Linked DNA regions of Hordeum vulgare: regions 1 and 3 are each linked to region 2. The links are chromatin contacts, called in public Hi-C maps. All regions are on one chromosome and are shown on one strand. The core of a region is the stretch at or near the end of the contact, and the rest is flanking DNA. Distances in the headings are between cores, read along the strand shown.

Region 1 (2,700 bases), core at 16-2,515, 740 kb after region 2:
ATTTTTCCAACTTCAGAGCAATGTGGACTCTAATATGATTGGGTATGCAGATGCCGGTTATTTGTCTGATCCCCATAATGCCAGATCTCAGACCGGTTTTGTGTTCCTACATGGTGGTACAGCTATATCATGGAAGTCTTCAAAACAGACTCTAGTGGCTACATCTACCAATCATTCTGAAATAATTTCATTATTTGAAGCATCATGTGAATGTGTATAGCTTCGCAAAATGATAAACCACATACAACAGTCATGTGAAATTGGTTCAATTGAATCACACACCATTATCTATGAGGATAATGCGGCTTGTGTTGCAGAGATGCAAACAGGATACATCAAGAGCAATATCACTAAGCATATTTCTCCTAAATGGTTTTTCTCCCACAATCTTCAGAAAAGCGGGGAAATAAACATTCTGCAAGTCAAATCATGCGACAACCTTGCTGATTTATTTACTAAGTCTCTACCAAACTCAACATTTCAGAAATATGTTCATGAAATTGGTATGCGGCGACTTAGAGACTTGCAGGCAACAGGTGAAGTCTTTCCTTAAGATATCCTTAATAACATCACATTATGCTATCTCTTTGTGAGTTTATGTTTCAGGTTCTCATTAAGTTTTCATGAAGAACTTTTTGAAGGAGAATCTTTTCAAGATGATAGCCCTATCTGGATGATCATGAGACGATTCTACATGATCAAGCGTAGATTATGGAGAATGTTAAGATTTATTACACCAATGTAATTAGGAAATCTACTTTTCCCAACCGTCGGACGGCTCTGTCCTCAACCGACGCCTCTCCCGGTCGTTCTGGAACCGGCGTCTCTTCACAAAGCGTCGCGTCTGTCCGGACGATATATAATCGCTGTAAACAGTAACGAATGATTAAGGAATCAGTTTTTCCTAAACAGTACCGACCACCTGCTATAGCCCGCACCGGCAGACAACCACCCACCCACCAGCCGAGGCGAAGCAGCAGAGCAGAGAACTAGCAGGGCCCTCCACCCGCAGCACACCTCACGCTCGGGAGACGCCATGCCTGCCTCGCCCTGCAAGTCCCCGCGCCCAACATGTGCCAGCCGCCCGCTGCTCCCAGCCGTCGATCCGCGTCCCACGGCGCCGAGCCAAACCTGCCCAGCCAGAGCCACACGCCACCGCGCACGTTGTCCATTCGCAGGTGAAACCGGATTCCACTCTACAGAATCTCCTCTCCTGGCCATCGGCTTCAGTACGCCCCATCTATACATCCAGAGAGCGGTACCCATTAGTTACAATTCAGGTAAGATAGGAAATGATCTTGCCTCCTTCCATTCCTTCCACAGAGATAGACTGCCCTTGTCGATATGGAAGGGGCATATTATTTGTCAGGTTTACCATACGTTCATATGGCAACTAGGTAGTGCTTGCAATGCCCATTGTGGAAGATTTGGACATTTCAAAGAGAACAAACTGGGAAGTACAACTGCAATAAAGTCAGCAAAAGTGGGTGCAACCTAAAGGCACCCTGATAACAAAGGAAAACGAGAATCACTTGAACATGGTGTGTTCAACCCAAACCATAGTTGCACATGCTAACATAGCGCTGTGGTCAAATGTATGGCGGTCCTACATTTAAACATTCTGGTGAAAATACTATAGGTGCAATTTTTCAATAATTACAACACCATGGCCGCATGGAATCAGGGATGGCCTATCCAGATCCGCATCATCCATACTAGAATAGACAAGTCATTTTGAAGACGAGAGATACCAAAAGAAGTCTTCTGAATCAAAGTACTCCCTCCGTTGTAAAGAAATATAAGATCGTTTATATCACTAATTTAGTGATCTAAACACTTATATTTATTTACAGAGGGAGTAGCAAATTCCTGACAAATGAAATGACAACATGTAATCAGGGAAAAAGACAGTGGGAAATTAACAATTTAGAAACACATAAATAATTCATTCAAGGATAATTGAGACTAACTATTCTGGAATCTTAAGACCAGATTCTGGCAAGATGCAGATAAATATATAACAATAGGGCATGTGATAAAACAGAAAGAACAGTATGCTAAGACCCAGCATGGAAAATTGAAAATAGTTGGAATGGTTTTCATATATAAGCAGCAGCAGACCAAGTTTTTGCAGCACCATATGTTTTGGGGGGAATGGGAGGTGAAAGGAAACTGCATACCTTTTGACTCCCGAAGTCTGGGAACTTTGTTCTTTCTCAAAATCCCAATGCTCACAAATCAAGCAGAAGATGTCAAGGCATTAATAAACTTCCTCCCGCCATCTCATAATTCGCACTTGAGTTAAATGAATCAGGAGAATGTAGGTTCATGATAAAAATGCAGAACATGAGACAGAAAAGTAAACAGTACCAGAATAGAAGCATTCCTAATGCTGGATAAGCAGATTGCACGTGCAGTTTGAAGTGTTTTAGTAAGAAGATAGCATGAGTCGCCATATTATAATTCATGACACACTCAAGACAACAACACATTTGTACACAGATAAACATACATTTGCAATTCCTCATAATCTAGAGTAGTCTAATATGCTAGCTTTCAAATGTTGGAAGTTAAACAAAAACATTTCTTATAAAGTGCTACCATTCAAATGTTGGAAATGAGAGCAAATGGAAGATTGATGGTAGATCACATGTTCTGATAATGCTTATGTTGATGGTCTGTCTTTTCTTCTCCTATAGA
Region 2 (2,803 bases), core at 58-2,557:
CTATATCATACGCCTCGTTCTCACGAACGGTTTAAAAGCTGCAGCGAAAACAGTTAAAAAAACGATTTTTTTGAAAAAAAGAATTATATTTTTCATGAAATTCGAAATTACTCTCAAATCGTAAGGAATTCAAAAGAGTAATCTACATGAAAAAGATGCGAATCGACGATATCTTTCCAATGTCATATCATTTGCTTAATTCTGACGAGCGGTTTAGAAAAAGTCACGAAAATATGCTCGCTGCAGCTTGTCATGTGGGCATCATTTCTGAAACTGCTCTCAAACATCGAGGAATCACGAAAAATGTTAGAAAAACCGCGAACAAATTTGAAAGCCCGAAAAAAAATAAAGCTCGGACATTTTTCTGAATTTTGAGGACAAAATTTAAAACCGAGAACAATTTAAAAAAAACTGGAACAAATTTGGAAACGCGAACATTTTTTTAAAGCATGAATATTTTTTTCATCTTTAGAACAAAATTTTGAAGAGGAGAAACTTTTTGAAAAACCAAACAAATTTGAAAGCGTGAACAAATTTTTAAAGCACGACAATTTTTGGAATTTTGAGAATAAAATTTGAAACTGAGAAACGTGAACAATTGTGGAAGCGCGGACAATTTTGTAAAGCGAATCGTGGGAACAAAATTGAGAAAAGGAGAACAATTTTGAAAGCGCAAACAAAATTTTAAAGCACAAACATTTTTTAAATTTTGAGAATAAATTATAAAACCGTGAACAATTTTAGAGAAACGTGAACAAATTTTGAAATGAGAACAATTTTTTGGATTATGAATATTTTTTGAATCTTGCGAAGAAATTTTGAAACTGAGAACAAATTTGAAAAAGTCCTAACAAATTTACAAGAGCGATCAAATTTTTAAAGCACAATCATTTCTCGAATTTTGAGATGAGATTTTGAAACCGAGAACTATTTTGAAAAAGCTGAAGAAATTTGAAAGCGCAAACAATTTAGTAAAGCACAGACATTTTTTGAATATTGAGAAAAAAATTTGAAAAGGAAAACAAATTTGAATAGTAAGAACAAATTATGAAACCGAGAACAATATTTGAAAAATACAGAACATTTTTTAAAAATATATTTTTTTGAAAATCCAAAAACATTTTTTGGCACAGATATGGTAAGAAAAAAAGAAAAAAAGAAAAAAAAAACTGCTTCAAGGGACCTTCTAGAAGTTTAACAAAACGAGAAAAAACCTGCTGCGAAAGATTCCCAAAACTGGACAGTGCAAGCGCGCTAACTGTGCCAGATCGATCGTCTCCGACAAGACTTGGCACAATGCGTCAAATAGCATTTTGCGGCAGGGAAGGGCTAGCACACACACGGGGCTCGCCCTAACTTGGCCAGCCCAGCTTGTTTTTCGTCTCAAAAAATTTAATGTTTCTCATTTTTTCTTTTCTTCTGTTTCTCTTTTCTACTTGTTTCCTTTTTTTTAATTTTTGGTCCGTTTTTCTTTTCTTTGCATATCTGAAGCAAAAACATTTTTTGAATTTGAAGAATATTTTTTGAAAATTCAGAGCATTTTTGAATTCATGAATGAAGTTTGAAAAACAACAAGTTTTTAAAATTTTACTATTTTTTAGAAGCAAGAACATTTCATAAATTTCAAGAACAATTCGCAAACAAAAACTTAGTTAAGAAATTGTTTCTCTTTTGATATTTCGAACATTTTATGAAAATATCAAACCTTTTTTGAAAATACTGAACATTTTTGGAAAATCTAACATTTTTGTAAAATCTCGAATATTTTTTGTTGTTATGAACAATTGTGATAAACGACAACAATTTGAAATTAGGACATTTTTACAAAAAGCAAAAAAAAAAATCAAATTTCAAGAACAATATTCTATAACACATAACAGTTCTTGAAAATCACGAGTTTTTTTTTGAAAATCCAGACCATTTTTTTAAAAGCAAAAACATATTTCAAATTTGAAGATTTTTTTTGCAAATCCAGAACATTTGTTTGAAAAGAAAAAATATTTTATGAATCTGAAGAAGAATTTTTAAATATTACAACCATTTTTCGAAAATCAGAGCATTCAGAAAAATTCTTGAAATTCCAAAATATTTTTTAAACTGAAACATAGAAGAAAAAAAAAGAAACAAGAAAAAATTAAAAATGAAAGAAAAACCGGTTCATAGAATCTTTTAGAAGTTTTCTGAAACCGAAAAAACTGGCTGGAAAATCAGGGGCGATGGAACGTTAAGCAAGCCGTGCACAGCGGGCACAATCGTATCCTGTGTGAAGCCCAACACTGTTTTCGCAACGACCAGCGAATAGGCTTTCTCTGCGGCAAATTGTCGCCGCTTCGCACAGGTAGGGGCATGGCAAAATGGCCGGGCTGGCCGAGTTAAGCTTTCACTTTTATTTCTCTTTTTTCCCACTTTTTCACTTTAGTTACTTCTTTTCCATTTTATTTTTTTATTTTTTTATTTTTTCTCCTGTTCTTTATTTTCTTGTGTCTTCATCTTTCTCTTTTTTCTAAAAGGTTACTGCTTTAAAAAAATCAAAACTTAAAAAGCTTTTGTATTTACGAGCAACATTTATAAACGGAAATCTTTTCGAATTCCTGAAGGATTTAAAAAAAGGATGAACATTTTTTAAATATGTGAAAAATCCTTGAAAATATGATTTTTTTTCTTTGAAAGGAGGTGTATTTTATCAAATTTTGATATTTTTTTAAATCATGAATATTTTTTTTGGAAACACGGATGCTTTTAAAATTTATTATTCAAATTTATAAAATCGGAACATTTATTTAATTTCGGAATAATTTTTGAA
Region 3 (2,837 bases), core at 313-2,812, 680 kb after region 2:
ACCCCAAATGCTCTTTTAATGTCTTTTCGGGCTGCCTCTTATGACCTTGCGAATTCACACTCATTCCTAGTTTGAGGGCCTTTGATGCTCTTGATAAATGTGCATCAAGAAGGGTATATATCATCTGCAAGATAGTATCCCTTTGTGTATTCATGCCCATAGATAGTGTAGTTGCAAGCAGAAGCATCACCACTAGCAAGCCTAGCAAACAAATGAGACCGTTGTAACACATTGATATCATTGAGAGTACCCGGCATACCAAAAAAGCAATGCCAAATCCATAAATCCTCGGATGCTACGGCCTCTAGCAGAATTGTTGCATCATGAGACTTGCCACAATACATTTGCTGCCATGTCTTCGGGCAATTTTTTCAAGTCCAATGCAGACAATCTATGCTTCCTAGCATGCCAGACCAACCTCTTCTATAATTAGATGCCATCAATTTTTTGTGTCTTCCTCGTTCGGTGCCCGAAGATATTCAGGACCAAAGACACGGATGATCACTTTGGCAAACCTACGCACTGACTCAATTATAGTATCTTCACCAATGCGAAGGTACTCATCGGCATAGTCAGCCGGAATGCTGTATGCAATTACCCGCATAACTGCGAGATTTTTTGGTATGCGCTAAATCTCTTCAAGCCCGCGATATTTCTTCTTTGAGTAAAATACCGACAATTGCCCTCGCAAACTTGAACAATTTTCACAAAGAGGGATCGGCGCATACATTACCTTCTCCGGAAAAGGTGTGGCGCATATGTTGCATTGTCGCGAAATAGTCTTGCATCAACATCTCGTTCCCGAGATGGCGATTTCGAGAGATGCAAAGACGGTCGATGGTCGATCCTCGCCGTCTCTTTTGGTTCTCGTCTTCCTGGTCCTTCACGGCAAGGGTCATCACCAACGTATGCTGGCGAAAGTGAGAAGCATTGTCTCAACATCCGAGTCGTCTGAATCGGATGAATCGTCGAGCAAAAACTTCTCGCACGGGCTCAATTCCATCTCCGGAGGTGGCTCTTCAGGCGCGGTGGATTGGCGGACTCGGAGAGCCGGTGCAGTGGCTCGGTGGGAGAGGCAGGGGCACCCACGCGATGCGATTCCGCCCGCAGATTTGGCCGGAACCGCCGGCGGTGTACGGGCGAAACCAATGACGGAAGACGGCGGAAGGGGGTGGGGAAAGGGCGCGGGCTCAAATGTCCCTCCCATCAACCGCTTTCCTGAGATACGGGGCACCGTAGGGGCGAGGCGAAAACCTGTGTTTTCGTGAGTCGGGGATGGGATTTTTCCGCGCACCTCCAAATATTTTACGGGTCAGACGCGTTTACAGAGTTTGATTGAACAACATTTTCTACATCGATCCATATTTTAACGGTTATTATGTGAGTCGCGTCTTTATATAGGTCTGCTAGAGATGCTCTTGGTACCTTCGTAGGTTGATTTGAGTCTTACTAGTTCGGAAATCCTACGATTATTATACTTGTGCCAATATTTTGGGAGATGGAGACATGCTTGGCCCAGATCAATGCCAAAGCAAAATGGCACCGGGAAAGGGAGTCGGCGTCCACACGAATGCAAGCCAGCCATTCATTAGCTGGACACTTCTTTGGATTACACACATGTCCTTTTCGCAGCAATCGCTTTTTTGTCTCCGCCCACTCGTGCGTCCATCCAGCTTAAAATGGTTTCGTATTTGTACGGTAACTCTTCCGGTATTGGAAATGAATTGTTAGTCTTCACCCTTCAAACAACGACACAGAAAGGAAGTTTCTCAGCGTGAACGTGCCTGTATTTTTTTTTTTTTGTTCTTTTGAGAAACCTGTATTTTGTAGAATTGCTGCTGTGTCCCCTCGCCGGCCTGTGTTCGACCCCTCATCAGTTGAATTCGGCGACCCCTCAAAAGAAAAAGAAAAACAGTTGAATTCAGCGTCTCACATTTCTCTCTTAATAAAATATAATCCCATGACTTGGCGAAATGACTTCGAATGAGATTTTGAACGAGATTGAGTTTGGAACGAGATCACCGTTTGACTCAGCATCTACGGCTACTCGTCAATGACTTTACAAAATGAAGGTTCTGTTCGAATTTGACGGTAAAAGACGGTGTACATGACTGGCCATTGCAGAAAGGTCATTGCTTGTGCGATGATGTTGGTCTCTTAGGAAATATGAAAGAAATCAAATGTTAGGATTTTCCGAAGCACTATGGCCCGGACCGCAATCGTTGTCATGAGAATCAAAGAGGAAGCCCATCTGTGGGATTTGGTTGGGCCAGCCACTTGAGCATCCTGATGTCGCGTGAGTAGACTTTCTTTGTTCATCTCGGTGTTTTGCGACGTTTGTCTAAATCTTCTTTTTAGTTAATAAAAATGGTAAATCTCTTGCTTTGTTTCAAAAAAAAAATCATGGGGCTCCTTCTCTGCTGATCTAGCTTTTAGAACTACAGTAAATTAGTGTTTGACTTTTGAGAGGTGAAAGTAGCTTATGTCAACTTATGTCAGGATTACAATTGTTCCTAATTACATGAACTTATACTAGGGATGGAGAGAGGCGTCCGAACCGCCCTGCTTTCAAGTAAAAAAAAATCAAATTAGTTATAATTCTTTCATCCAGATTTAGCTTAGTTTATACTAACATCATGCTTTTACGGGCTTATGCGGGATGTGTGCTTGTATTCCTAAGTTAACCTCATTTGGTTTCATAAGAAAGGAATTTTGTGTAAATAAAAAATCATTGAAAATGAAATGACATACATTTCAAATCATATATAAAAAGAGGCGTCATTTCATTTCTAGGATAGGATTTGTTTTATTGGATCTAGACTATTGTTTTTTCTTCT

What was found. Hi-C and Micro-C count contacts between places; a contact is called where the count stands out from the background.
Region 1: a Hi-C map of leaf shows a contact between it and region 2, with 4 times the contacts expected there. The contact joins the promoter of LOC123427019 here to the enhancer-like site in region 2. A contact is called at or near these places in 3 of 6 Hi-C or Micro-C datasets (leaf and seedling).
Region 3: a Hi-C map of leaf shows a contact between it and region 2, with 4 times the contacts expected there. The contact joins two enhancer-like sites. A contact is called at or near these places in 2 of 6 Hi-C or Micro-C datasets (leaf and seedling).

Annotation. Positions count from the first base shown.
Region 1 is chr1H:129,918,375-129,921,074 of MorexV3_pseudomolecules_assembly, forward strand. LOC123427019 reads right to left here and starts at 1,266. Exons shown (of 2, transcript XM_045110953.1): 1 at 961-1,266; 2 at 692-866. The coding sequence starts at 1,266. The coding sequence ends at 732. LOC123427009 (MAR-binding filament-like protein 1) reads right to left here. Exons shown (of 3, transcript XM_045110942.1): 3 at 2,413-2,700. The coding sequence ends at 2,666.
Region 2 is chr1H:129,178,039-129,180,841 of MorexV3_pseudomolecules_assembly, forward strand. No RefSeq gene overlaps it. Among protein-coding and RNA genes, the nearest start is that of LOC123426992, 310 kb to the left of the region's middle. Within about 2 kb of position 1,308, at least 2 of the 3 cell types and tissues checked have open chromatin away from gene starts, as enhancers often do. A contact at or near this core is called in leaf, where this site is marked.
Region 3 is chr1H:129,861,434-129,864,270 of MorexV3_pseudomolecules_assembly, forward strand. No RefSeq gene overlaps it. Among protein-coding and RNA genes, the nearest start is that of LOC123397558, 11 kb to the right of the region's middle. Within about 2 kb of position 1,563, at least 3 of the 3 cell types and tissues checked have open chromatin away from gene starts, as enhancers often do. A contact at or near this core is called in leaf, where this site is marked.